Regions from separate parts of the Mus musculus genome. Here region 1 is linked to region 2. The links are chromatin contacts, called in public HiChIP or PLAC-seq maps. All regions are on one chromosome and are shown on one strand. Each heading gives the region's core, a stretch centred on a gene start, on an enhancer-like site or on the middle of the called end of the contact. The rest is flanking DNA. Distances are from core to core; before and after follow the strand shown.

What was found. HiChIP or PLAC-seq counts read pairs in DNA pulled down with a chosen protein or histone mark.
Region 1: a contact with region 2 is called in an H3K4me3 HiChIP or PLAC-seq map of intestinal crypt epithelium, with 3 times the contacts expected there. The contact joins the enhancer-like site here to the promoter of Ugt2b34 in region 2. A contact is called at or near these places in 1 of 39 promoter capture datasets (liver), 2 of 484 Hi-C or Micro-C datasets (liver and nephron progenitors), 3 of 115 datasets of contacts at active chromatin or transcription factors (embryonic stem cells, intestinal crypt epithelium and intestinal villus epithelium) and 1 of 9 other capture datasets (pancreatic islet).

What each region holds. Positions count from the first base shown.
Region 1 is chr5:86,958,030-86,963,721 of GRCm38.p6, forward strand. It overlaps the pseudogene Gm20121. Among named protein-coding and RNA genes, the nearest start is that of Gm24121, 32 kb to the left of the region's middle. Within about 2 kb of position 4,147, at least 15 of the 459 cell types and tissues checked have an H3K27ac peak or open chromatin away from gene starts, as enhancers often do. A contact at or near this core is called in intestinal crypt epithelium and intestinal villus epithelium, where this site is marked.
Region 2 is chr5:86,905,133-86,911,435 of GRCm38.p6, forward strand. It overlaps Ugt2b34 (UDP glucuronosyltransferase 2 family, polypeptide B34), which reads right to left and starts at 1,805. Exons shown (of 6, transcript NM_153598.2): 1 at 1,059-1,805. The coding sequence starts at 1,788.

The DNA.
Region 1 (5,692 bases), core at 2,897-5,396, 55 kb after region 2:
TGGACCTGGGGCACAAGCCACTTCCGCTCCACTCGAGCCCCGGGCTAACTTGCCAGCGGAGTCGCCTGACACCCGCAAGGGCCCACACAGGATTCCACACGGGATCCTAAGACCTCTAGTGAGTGGAACACAACTCCTGCCAGGAGTCCGGTTCGAACACCAGATATCTGGGTACCTTCCCTGCAAGAAGAGAGCTTGCCTGCAGAGAATACTCTGCCCACTTAAACTAAGGAGAGTGCTACCCTCCCAGGTCTGCTTATAAAGGCTAACAGAGTCACCTGAAGAACAAGCTCTTACCAGAGACAACTATAACAGCTAGCTTCAGAGATTACCAGATGGCAAAAGGCAAACGTAAGAATCCTACTAACAGAAATCAAGACCACTCACCATCATCAAAACGCAGCACTCCCACCCCACCTAGTCCTGGGCACCCCAACACAACCGAAAATCTAGACCCAGATTTAAAAACATTTCTCATGATGATGATAGAGGACATCAAGAAGGACTTTCATAAGTCACTTAAAGAATTACAGGAGAGCACTGCTAAAGAGTTACAGGCCCTTAAAGAAAAGCAGGAAAACACAGCCAAACAGGTAGAAGTCATTAAAGAAAAACAGAAAAACACATCCAAACAGGTAATGGAAATGAACAAAACCATACTAGAACTAAAAAGGGAAGTAGAAACAATAAAGAAAACCCAAAGCGAGGCAATGCTGGAGATAGAAACCCTAGGAAAGAGATCTGGAACCATAGATGCGAGCATCAGCAACAGAATACAAGAAATGGAAGAGAGAATCTCAGGTGCAGAAGATTCCATAGAGAACATCGACACAACAGTCAAAGAAAATACAAAATGCAAAAGGATCCTAACTCAAAACATCCAGGAAATCCAGGACACAATGAGAAGACCAAACCTACGGATAATAGGAATTGATGAGAATGAAGATTTTCAACTTAAAGGGCCAGCTAATATCTTCAACAAAATAGGCTTAAAAATGCTCATTATCATTTTCTCTGTAGGATAACATTGAGTTCCTCCTGATAATGCAGATTTCACTTTAAAAAAAAATATTGCCCCATAAGATTGGTTCTTATTGTAAACCAATCACTACACAGAAATGAAATCAAAATTCCATTAATAGCAACACAAGGCTATGTTTTTTTTTTGTTGTTTTTTTTTTTGTGTGTGTGGTGTGTGTGTTTTTGTTTTTGTTTTTTTAGTTTTATTTCTGAGATTATATTTTCAAAGGGGTCTTTCTCCTTTGAAACCCTCCCATACACTCCTCTCACCTTTCCTTCAAACTCTTTTTACAAAACTTGTTATTGCATGCAAAAATATACTTCTGTAAACATATCTATTGCTAAATGTAACCCACTCAGTCCACAATGTGTAGCTCATATTTATGTTTTCAAGGCTGACTGTCTGGCCCTGAACAACAAATTGGTGTGTGTTGCGTCCAACTCGACCAGCAAGGAAAACGCAACCACTAGTTCTTCTTAAAGCAGTTTACTCAGGTAGCTTCTTTCTTCAAATCCCCCTAGCTTCAGGGTACAAGCATTTTTTTATCCACTCAAGCCACAACCACGCCTCAACCAATCACCACAGGTCACATCACCTCACCAGGCAGGCTTGCTCAGCCAATCAGGGATTAAGGGCGAGCCACCCACCAAATATGGGCTTGTTTACTGCCTGGCACAGATTTCTGTCAGGCTGGCCAGGGAGTCCAGAATGGCTTCCCACAGGTGTGCTCTAGCCTAGGAAAGACATCTTGCCCTGCCCCTAGCTTTGGTTGGTTGATTATTGTTCTTTGTGTGAGGTTGAAGCTCATTGGTTTTTCTTCATCCAGTTTGCCATGGTTTTTATATCTTTCTTTTCCATCTCACATTTGGGCAGCCATGTTTTTGAAACTTTGGAGTTTCAATTTCTGACATTTCTAGGAGGCACAGTCTCACAGAAAAATTCCTTGATCCTCTGGCTCTTACAATCTTTCTGTTCCATTTTCTACAATGTTCCCTGAGCTTTAAGTGGAGGAGTGTATTTTAGATGTATTTACAAGGACTGGGCTCTACAACTCTTCACTTTCATTGGTTGATTCAGAAAGTGCATTCTGAATCTTTTGCCAGGTTACCTCCATCCCTGCTAGGAGAACTCCCCAGCACACTGCTGTCAGGTTGCCTATGGAAGGTGGAAGGCCTGCACTCACAGGACACAACTGGTGATTTTTCAACAGTGATGTCGGACTCCAAAGAAAAGCTCTTCACCTCAAGATTTCATATTACTGGAGAAGTTCCATTTGCACTTATGTCTTGAAAACTTGAATTACTGGATCCTGTCCAAGACATTCAGTAACCTGTTCCATCTAGTTGACCTGGAATTAGTAAGTGTTCCTCAGATTTGCTGCTCTTTTCTGAGCTGAATCTCTGTTCTTGCCCAGACAAGATCTAAGTATCAGACAGAGAAATCGAAAGATCTTTGGACTTTTTTTTTTTTTTTTTGACTGACTTTGGGAGAGAAGCAGCCTGCTTTTCCTGATTCTACCTGGTAAACTTTTTTGTGGCAATCCTTTTACTTTGCCTTAGGTCTGTACTGATCAGGTGGTTTTCACTCATGGTGATTAGTGAAAGAGAACTCTGAGAAGATCTTTCAGGGCTTGTAGAAAGGGAACTGATACTGGTATGGAATTGCTGCTGGAGAGATGACTTGGCAAAAAATCGAAGTTAAAGTTGTGCTTGATGGACTTCCTTTTCTTACTTAAGAAGGCACGAGAAGACTCTCCTGGCAGTTTACGCTTAATACTTGGTTTGAGAATCAATGGTGATACAAAGGCCTGGGCAGTTCTATTTTATTGAGGTGTAATAGAGGGTATTCTGCTAGATTTGTTTATTTAGGGCTCCATTCACAAAATCTCCAACACTTTGTCTTCTTTTTCTCTTAAGTTCACCAAGAATTTCAAAGTCTCCTTCAAAGTCTTTCAGTAATGGAGTAGGACAGAGTCCATGGATACCTAACATGGCTGGTATCTTTCCCAGGATACAATCTGACACTCCAATGTCAGATGTACAGTTAAAAATTGTCTATACTAATTCTGCATGCAGACATAGCTTCTTTTCTGTGTTTGCAGACATCTTCTCATGGCCATCACTTGTCTAAGAAAAGTATCTTAATCCATCAAGAGTAGGATCTGCATAAGACATGACAGCAACAATCTAGCTTTATTTCTCTCCTCTGTTTCTAACTGTTGAGCTTTGAAAAGTGCTTCATGCAGATCAGCATGGAGGACAGGTTCTGGCAATTCCTGGAAGAACTGCTTTAGCAGGTGTTCAACATTACATGGAAGTGTAGAAGGCAGGCAGGCTTCACCATGGTTCAGTTTACTATTTAGTACCTTTAGACTAATAACAGGTCCCGAATTCCCAAAAAGCCTTTCTGTATGCATAATGGTCTTTTAAAGACGTGCATGCATCAACAAGAAAGCTTGGATTGTAGGAATATATCTATACTCTGGAACAACTGAAAGAGGCAAGGAATTAAAGGGAATTCCAAGTATCTTCCCTCTTATTTCTGTAGCTGCAGTTTCATGTCTCCTGCAATCACACTAATGGCAGCTACCCTTGACCTTAATGCCACACAGTTAGCCCGAAGCTGCTGCAGCAGGGCCAATCTGACCAGTCTCTCAACCCACATCTGACATGTTGCCCACTCTCTGTGGCTGACTCCAGGTCCTGACTTTCTTTGCCACCAACCAACTCTTCCAATTTCCAAACACTCTCAGGCTTGATTGCTCTCTGCTCCACTGCCTTCTGGCCACCCCTGGCACTTCCTCCACTTTTCTGTGATCCACTTACACAGACCTTCTCTCCAGCCACACTTCACTGTTGTTTCATTTCCACCAACCTTCTTTCCTGGTCACTCACACCTGCCAGTTACTTCCACAAACTTCCCCTTTTCCTCTGACTCCTCCGTTTCCCTAGACTAAGGCCTGCAGCTAGTTTCCCTGCTTCTGGACACTTCCACTTACCCTCTTCTGTGCACAGTGGCCTTCTCAGCTCAGATATCTTGAGTTGGAACCACAATGTTAAGCTCCTCCCTCCAGTCTGGCCAGCTGGCTGCTCAGGGATCCTCAATCCTGGTCCCTGCCTGGGCTGGTCCCTGCCTTGCCTGTGGGCCCCACCTGGTAAAACTTAGTGGCTCAGCTCATGCCAGTGCCCCACCTTCTTGGCATACATCAGACCCGACATGACTGCACCTCTACTTTTAATTTTTTAATTGATTTGGTGCATTGTAAATTAACTTCCTTCTGGGTTAATATCTATATTTTCCCTTCTCAGATATAAAGAGAATTCTGATATCAAGAATTCACCATGATCAGCTAATAAAGCCCCTGGGTGGGGCAATCATCTGGATAAAGTTTGTTATGAACAACAAAGGATATGTACCTTTGGATAGTAATCCATATCTGCAGATGGTTTTAATACTACTCTCTGGTTGTGTTTAAATTTCTGATAACCTCTGTGGTTCTAGGCATAAAATTCCATCCCTATCCAAGGAACTACTGGTAGCTCTCAGCTACTGGAAGTGTCAGTTGTCGGGAGTCCTAAACTAGCAGGTGATCATCCTGAAATGGCCTGCTTTGGATTATTATATAATCTGTGATAGGTGCGCCCTTATTAAGCAAGGCTGTATGGGATTCATTCTCAGAAAGAGTCCCACTATTAATATGATTTTCTGGTTAATATTAAACATATATAACAACCACTAAGTAGTAGCCCACCCCTTTAGAGCAGATCTCTGCAGATCCACAAAGATGTACTGTCTTGTAGTGATGGTATATAGACAAATAGATGACTAAAGTCTTAATGTTGATCCTATAAGAATTCCTAAAATTATATCTGTGATTATTAAGCTTTTTTAGAGTGGGACTGCTATTAGTTCCTTTTCTGATAGTCAAAACTGCAATGAAAACTCTGACAGTCTCCCAAGTATCACCAGTTAATTGCTCTTAGATAGTAACCAGTCTTTCTCCTACGCAGAACATTCCATGAGGTTGTAAAACAATTAACCAAAGGTCATAAAAAGGGAACTAACAATTTATTATAGGTGCTAGGACAGAAGATAAAATTTTGACTGTGTTTATCTATACAAAACTTCACTAATAACTTAGTTATGGTTTTAAACCTTCAGTGAGAAGGGGTTAGCAGCCCCATAGCAGAAACAACAATATGAGCTAACCAGTAACCCCAGAGCTCCCAGGGACTAAATAACCAACCAAAGAAAACACATGGTGGGACTCATGGCTCCAGCTGCATATGTAGTAGAGGATGGCCTAGTCGGTCATCAATGGGAAGAGAGGCCCTTGGTCCTGTGAAGGCTCTAACCCAGTGTAGGGGAATGCCAGGGCCAGGAAGCAGGTGTGGGTGGGTTGGTGAGTATGGGGGTTGGGGGGGGGAGGGGATAGGGGATTTTCAGAGGGGAAACTAGGAAAGGGGATAACATTCGAAATGTAAATAAAGAACATATCTAATTAAAAAAAAAAGAAAAAAATTATACCTTCAGTGAAGCTGTGGCGCTGAGACCGGTGGTGGTGGTGGTGATGGATGTTAAGCCAGATAATTACTCCTAATGGTTATGCATGTAAACATTGCTGCTTAAAGCTTCTATTTCAATTTATGATTTGATTTTTTTGTTTGTGAA
Region 2 (6,303 bases), core at 555-3,054:
ATTATGCCTGAGTTCTTTGATTTTGCTCTTGATTCATGACTGATTGTTTAATAATTTGGTATGTATAGATGTGTTTACAGATAATATGGATACATGCCTTAAAATATGGAGAGAGACATGTATGTTCAGTAAAACACTAAGTAATACCCAATATGTCTACATTTCAAGATTCTATGTTTGAAACACAATTTCAACTGACTCCAATAAATCAATTAGATTCCCCCATGTTTTGCATTCACATATTTCCTCTGTATAGAGCAGAGATAGAATATTCACAGCTGTGCAGAAGTTTAGTAGGTTAAAGGGGAAGATCTTTTAAATCATAAATAAAAAAATAATTTATATAAAAAGTCCTCCTTTGATTGTAAATAGAAAGATGATAGATAGATATTTACCTATGCTAGAAGTATGTATAATCCTCAGTGTATTTTATAAGTCATGAAGACTTTGCCTTTGTTTAAAGCATATGTTTTAGAGGCTGGTGTAACACATTAGAAGGTAAAGGTATTCCATGCAAGCTAAAGACTTGAGTTCAATCTCTATACAAGCGTAAACACCTAAATTGATCCCAAGAACATACATAGAGGTAGAAATAAGAACTCTTCAAAGTTTAATCTGGCCTCTACATAAGCAACCCAGAGCACAATCCCCCTTTCCCATGACACAAGTGTGCATGTTCATACACATGATAATAATAGCAATGAATATAATAAAGTGGCAAAGATATTAATGACAATGAAGGCACCAGTCAGGTAAAAGTGTTGCTTTAAAACACGAGGAAAAATGTCTTGGGCCTATGTAATTTCTTAGAGAAATAATCATAGTTTTGTTATGTGAGTGTGTGCTGACAATTCATAGACAAGGTTTTGCAACTGACACTGGAATACAAAGTTCTTTACAATGCTTGAATTTGACAGCTAATTTTCTAGTTTTCCCATCATTTTATTTAGGAGAGACAAATCATTCCCCTGTCAGACCTGTTCTTAGACATTCACATTCAATGACACAGCAAATTGAGAATCCAGCAATCCCACCAGGGCACTGAACAGGGCACTTACCTAATACTTCAGTATAAAGCTGATTCCAGTTCTTCTCATTAAATGTTTGGAACCAAAAGTCAAAACACAGCATATAGATGACATTTCTCACCCTCTCCATGAAAGTCATCCTGTCACTCAATTCTGACATAACAACAGGCACATAGGAAGGAGGCAGTGGGAGTCCCCCACTGTACTTCTCATAAGTGGAGCCAGGAAAGAAGCGGAGACTGTACACAAGGGGGATCTTGAGAACCTCAGCCAGCAGATCACCGCAGGGTATGAAGGGATCTGCCAGGATCACATCAAACCTTGATTTTTGTAGCTTTGTCATGAGTTCTTTGTTAAAAACTACATCTTTACAGAGACTTTCAAAATATTTTGAATCTACCCAAACCATTTCTTGCAACATTAAGAAGTATCCCCAAAATGACTGCTTTGGCAGCTCATAAATATATTTCTTGAGTGATTCCCAGAAAATTTCCTCTAACTCAGATAAGGAGTATGATGTAGGATAAGTCTCGAATTCAATAGCAGATGTGTTGTCAACCTCATAAGATAAGGATGCTGAAGGTCTCAGAACCATCACTTCATGACCCTTCTTCAGAAGCTCGTCTAGGATTGTCTTCAAGTTGAGCCAATGGCTGAACTCCATTGGCCACACCAGCACCTTCCCACCAGTCCCAGATCCAAAGAAGCCACTCAGCTGGAGCAGGAGCAGGAGCAGGGCTGCTGTCATTTTCACAGGCATCTTGGTTAACTTCAGGCCTGCCTTCCAAAGGATGATTGCTCAGCTCTTACAGATATAGAAAGAGCAGTAATCAGTCAGTTAAAGTGTAACTTGTACACACCAAAGCAAATAGAAATGGGAGTCACAGCCTCTGGAGGGCAAATGCCAAAACCTGGATGCAGATGTGAAAGTGGGAAATGACTCTGGATTCTCAGTGATCTTGAATGTATACTGTATTTGGAGAACAGTGAAAAGTAAGATCTCTCTTTCTCCCTTCCTTTCACTCTCTCTTTCTCCTAATGGAGCTTCTTTGATAAAGAATCTGAAGTAAAGGCAAACTGTCCAGTCACATTTTTATAAATACCATAGGTCAGTGTTTTGTCATATGAATATTGGCAACACTGACCAGTTACCATACTACTTAGTGATTTTAAGTATATGGCTCAGAGGTCTATAGTGTAATCTCAGAATTAAACACACTGCACTTACGTTTAGAGCATATTATAATCTAGATGGAAGCCCCATTCTTTTAGTCTTCCCATTAGCTCCATCTCTACCCCATCAAGAACCTGCTTACTTGTAACTAGTCAGCCTAGCAAAAGTGAAGAGATAAGGAGACATTTGTGTTTTCCTCTTTGACTCTCAGACTATTGAAAGACTTTCCCCAGTAACTTTCTGCTAGGAGAAGAAATGTTTGATCTCTGGGGACACCCAGAGGAGGAATTTGTATCCAGGAGGGCAATTTACAAGTTAGGGCAGGCTAACATTTCTGGTGACTAGGAGCTAAGTTAATGGTGGGCAAGGTCCCATGCCATTCCTGGAAAGCTTAGCTATGCAGATGCCTTGTAAGAATCCCAAAGATGGAATTAAGGGTGACTGGCTCCTTTTGTCTCTCTTCCTAAAGTGATCACACTGAATATATTCTGCATTTCACTATTAATTTGGCTCTTTTATGGATTTATTGAGCTAGGTTTGTTTGTAAGTGACAGCTTACACTCCCCTATATTGTTTTTCCTGCAGTGACCATGCCTTAGTCATCTTTATATAGAACAAAGTAATACTTAGTAAATGGTTTTTGAATGAATCCAAAAATCTAGTTCTCTAATTCTGCTTACAAGTAGCATAAAATTCTAAATGTAAAAACGGGACTGTCCTCTGATATCATAGCTATTTTAGACAGAACTTGATAGTTCCATACTAGAAATGGGAAGAGTGTCTCAAGGCATAGTGTGATTTTTAAATATTGAGGACAGTGGTTATTTTAAAATTTCTTTTTAATTAAGAAAACCCAGGATTTTCTTTTCCATGTTTTGAACCTGATGGCTGTATAACATTAAAAAACAGTTCAATGTTAACTAAGTTATATAAAAACAATTTTCTTTGACAGAGAAGCTTCAGTATTTAAATGAACAATAATAAATAACCAAATAACATAGATCAGCTTATTCAGCTGCTTCAATGTATATTTTACATTCAACCTCTCAACACTAGGTCTATGAAGTATAATCTTCTTTAAAAGGACTATAACATTCACTAGAAAAATGTGTGATTCTTATTGTCCAAATGGTCACTGGGTAGATTCTGAAGTACTTGGCTCTTAGGAATTATCCCTTCTTTTGATTCAGAAGAGAAGCTGATGCCTGCTACCAATGTTGTGTCATAAATTTGTGCCAGACAGGATATACAATGTAGACGAGACCCTATTGCTATTTTCTAATACATGAACATTGTATGAAATAGACTCTTAATGACTTATACCCAAACATTAAAGCATCTCCCAACTGTCATCAGAGAACATTTTTGCAGTGGATAGTTATTGGCATAGAAACCCATAAATGTCCAAGGTGCAGAGCATAAGAAACACTAAGCCATAAATGGGACATGTATATCACATGGTATCCTTCCAAGCCTCGGGTCATTTCTTTAGAAAGCGTGTAAGAGACAGAGGTGGTGGATAACTACAAGCAAGCTCTTTCTTTCATATTCTACAGTCTCTGTTGAGGATTTGTCTTTTGCTATGTATGTAATGCTATATACTAGCATCCCAAGGTTGCCCCCAGACATGAGAGAATCGGCACGTAGGCCCATATAACCATGTAACCTTGTTATTCAAGTTATTACTATTTGGTGAATAAAGATACCTCCATCCTATAGCTGGACAAAAGAGAGATAGGTGGAATTTTTAGTTCCCAGGTTTGAAGGAAGAGAGAAGATGGAGAAAAGAGCAGATATCATGGAGTAAGTCAGTCATCAAAACATGGCCAAGAGGAATGGATAAGTGAAGTTAAGAACATCCCAGATGGATCATGGTGAGATATCTCAGGGTTATGGATAGGGAAGTAGATGCTAATAGCTTAGATGGTAGCTATCTGCCCAGCTTTAGAGGTTATTAAGGCTTATTATAAACATGAATGTTGCTTGTATTTTAGCTGGGAACTGAATGATCAAAGGCAGGGTAAAAACTTGATTGAGATTAAATATTTACTACTGCATCATCTGCACATATCTACTCCTAGGGACTGTGACAGCATGTAAAATCCCCATACAAGTACAAGATGGAGAAAATCTCAGAATGGAGAGAACAAGTGACCACAGAGTTCCAGCCCTAGCTGGGGAGCGATTAGCAATTGGTATTGCTGGGAGAAGGAGAGTCAGATTTTTTTTTTTGTTTTAAAAATATTACCTGTAGCAACTCTATCCTACTCTTGTGCAAGGCCACATATTCATGGTATATGGGTAGTACACATTGAACATGGTTGATATGAAAAAAAAAAACACACACACACACACACAATGTTCAGTCCCTAGGGAATGGAGATGGATCTGGGAGAAGTTGGCTGAAGAGTTAAATATAATCAAACCATATTATGCAAATTCCCCAACTCAGTGCTGAAGAGAGGACTCAGTGGGTAAGAGCACTGGCTGAATTTCCAGAGAATAGAAATTCAATTCCCTACATGTATGGTCACTCTAGTTCAGACCTCATGGGCACCAGAGATACATGTGGTGTAGAGACATATTATATATAAAATACTCAATATATAAATATATACACACACATATATATAAAATTTGTCACACACATATATATGTATATATATGTATATATGAGTGTGTGTGTGTGTGTGCGCATATACATACACACATAGCATACAATTATTTATTTTATTTTTATTTTATTGTTTTTGAGACAGGAATTTTATGTATAGTTCTGGCTATCCTGAAACTTCCTTGGTAGGCCAGGCTGGCTTGGGACTCAGAGAGCTCTACCTCTGGAGTGCTGGGATTAAAGGTATATGCCACCGTGCCTGGTTGCTGTTTTATTTTATTTGTATTTTTTACATAAAAATTTTAAAAAAGAAGTTTAAGTTAGCCAGATAAGATGACACTCATCTTTGATACCAGCACTCAGGAGGCAGATGCAAGTAGATCTCTATGAGTTCAAGGCTAGCCTGGCTTACAGTGAGAGTTTGAAAACAGCTAGAGCACTAATGAGATTCTATTTCCAATATATAAGTCAACAAACACAAAGATGTACAAGTGAAATAAAAGAAAGAGAGAAATAAACAAGTTTTATTTCAAACCCTGAGTCTGGAGTGTTGACTCAACAGTCAACAGACAAGAGCACTGTCTGTCTTTCCATAGGACTCAGTTAGATTCCCAGGATTCATAGACATCTATAACTCCAGTTCAAGGGTATCCTGTGCCATATTCTATGTACCAAGCATGCATATAGTACACACACACACACACACACACACAGGTTGTGAGAACATTAATAAGATTTAAAAATTGGTATCTCAAATATAATTCTGTGCAAGTAGCTAGCCCTGGAGGACTAGGATCTCTTATGAAGGCATTTGTTTAGAATAGAAACTACAGTATGGAAATGATACTTGCAATATACCTTTAAATTCCAGATAAGTGGAGCCTTGAATCACACACTAATTAAGGCAGAAAGAGGGTGTTTAAAGTGAACCTTGGAATGGATCTATCAGCAGGAACTCATTTGATCTCAGAGAAGGTGAACTTTGGTTTCAGCTCAGGACTGTTTTATATCCAAGTCTTGGCAAAAGCCAGAGCCTGCTTCTGTTGTAACTTAAGTTACTCCCTTTGAAAAAAATATTCTGTTGACTTTTCGTTGCAGAGTTCTTGTTTGGCCAGTGTTGCCTTTATAGCAAGGTCCTGTACCTGGCATTTTGGAATAATCTGTTTCTAAATTCACAGAATTCTTGGCCAGCTTCAGCTATCTTTCTTATTTTGTCATCATAAAGGTTATCTACATCATGTGATCATGTCAAGTCAGGATCATGAGATAGAATACTTGTTTGTTTGTTTGTTGTTTTTAATAAAAGCAATTTGTCAGCATGCAGAAACCACACTGTGTCTAGAATCTTTCTTCCAGTTTCTAGAATAGCACTATCACACTGTCTGAATTAGCTAGGATATCAGATTAGAACAGATCTGATTTTATATTGAGAATTGTATCCTACCCATGAACATCTCAAAATGTACACCAGGATTATAGAACTAGAT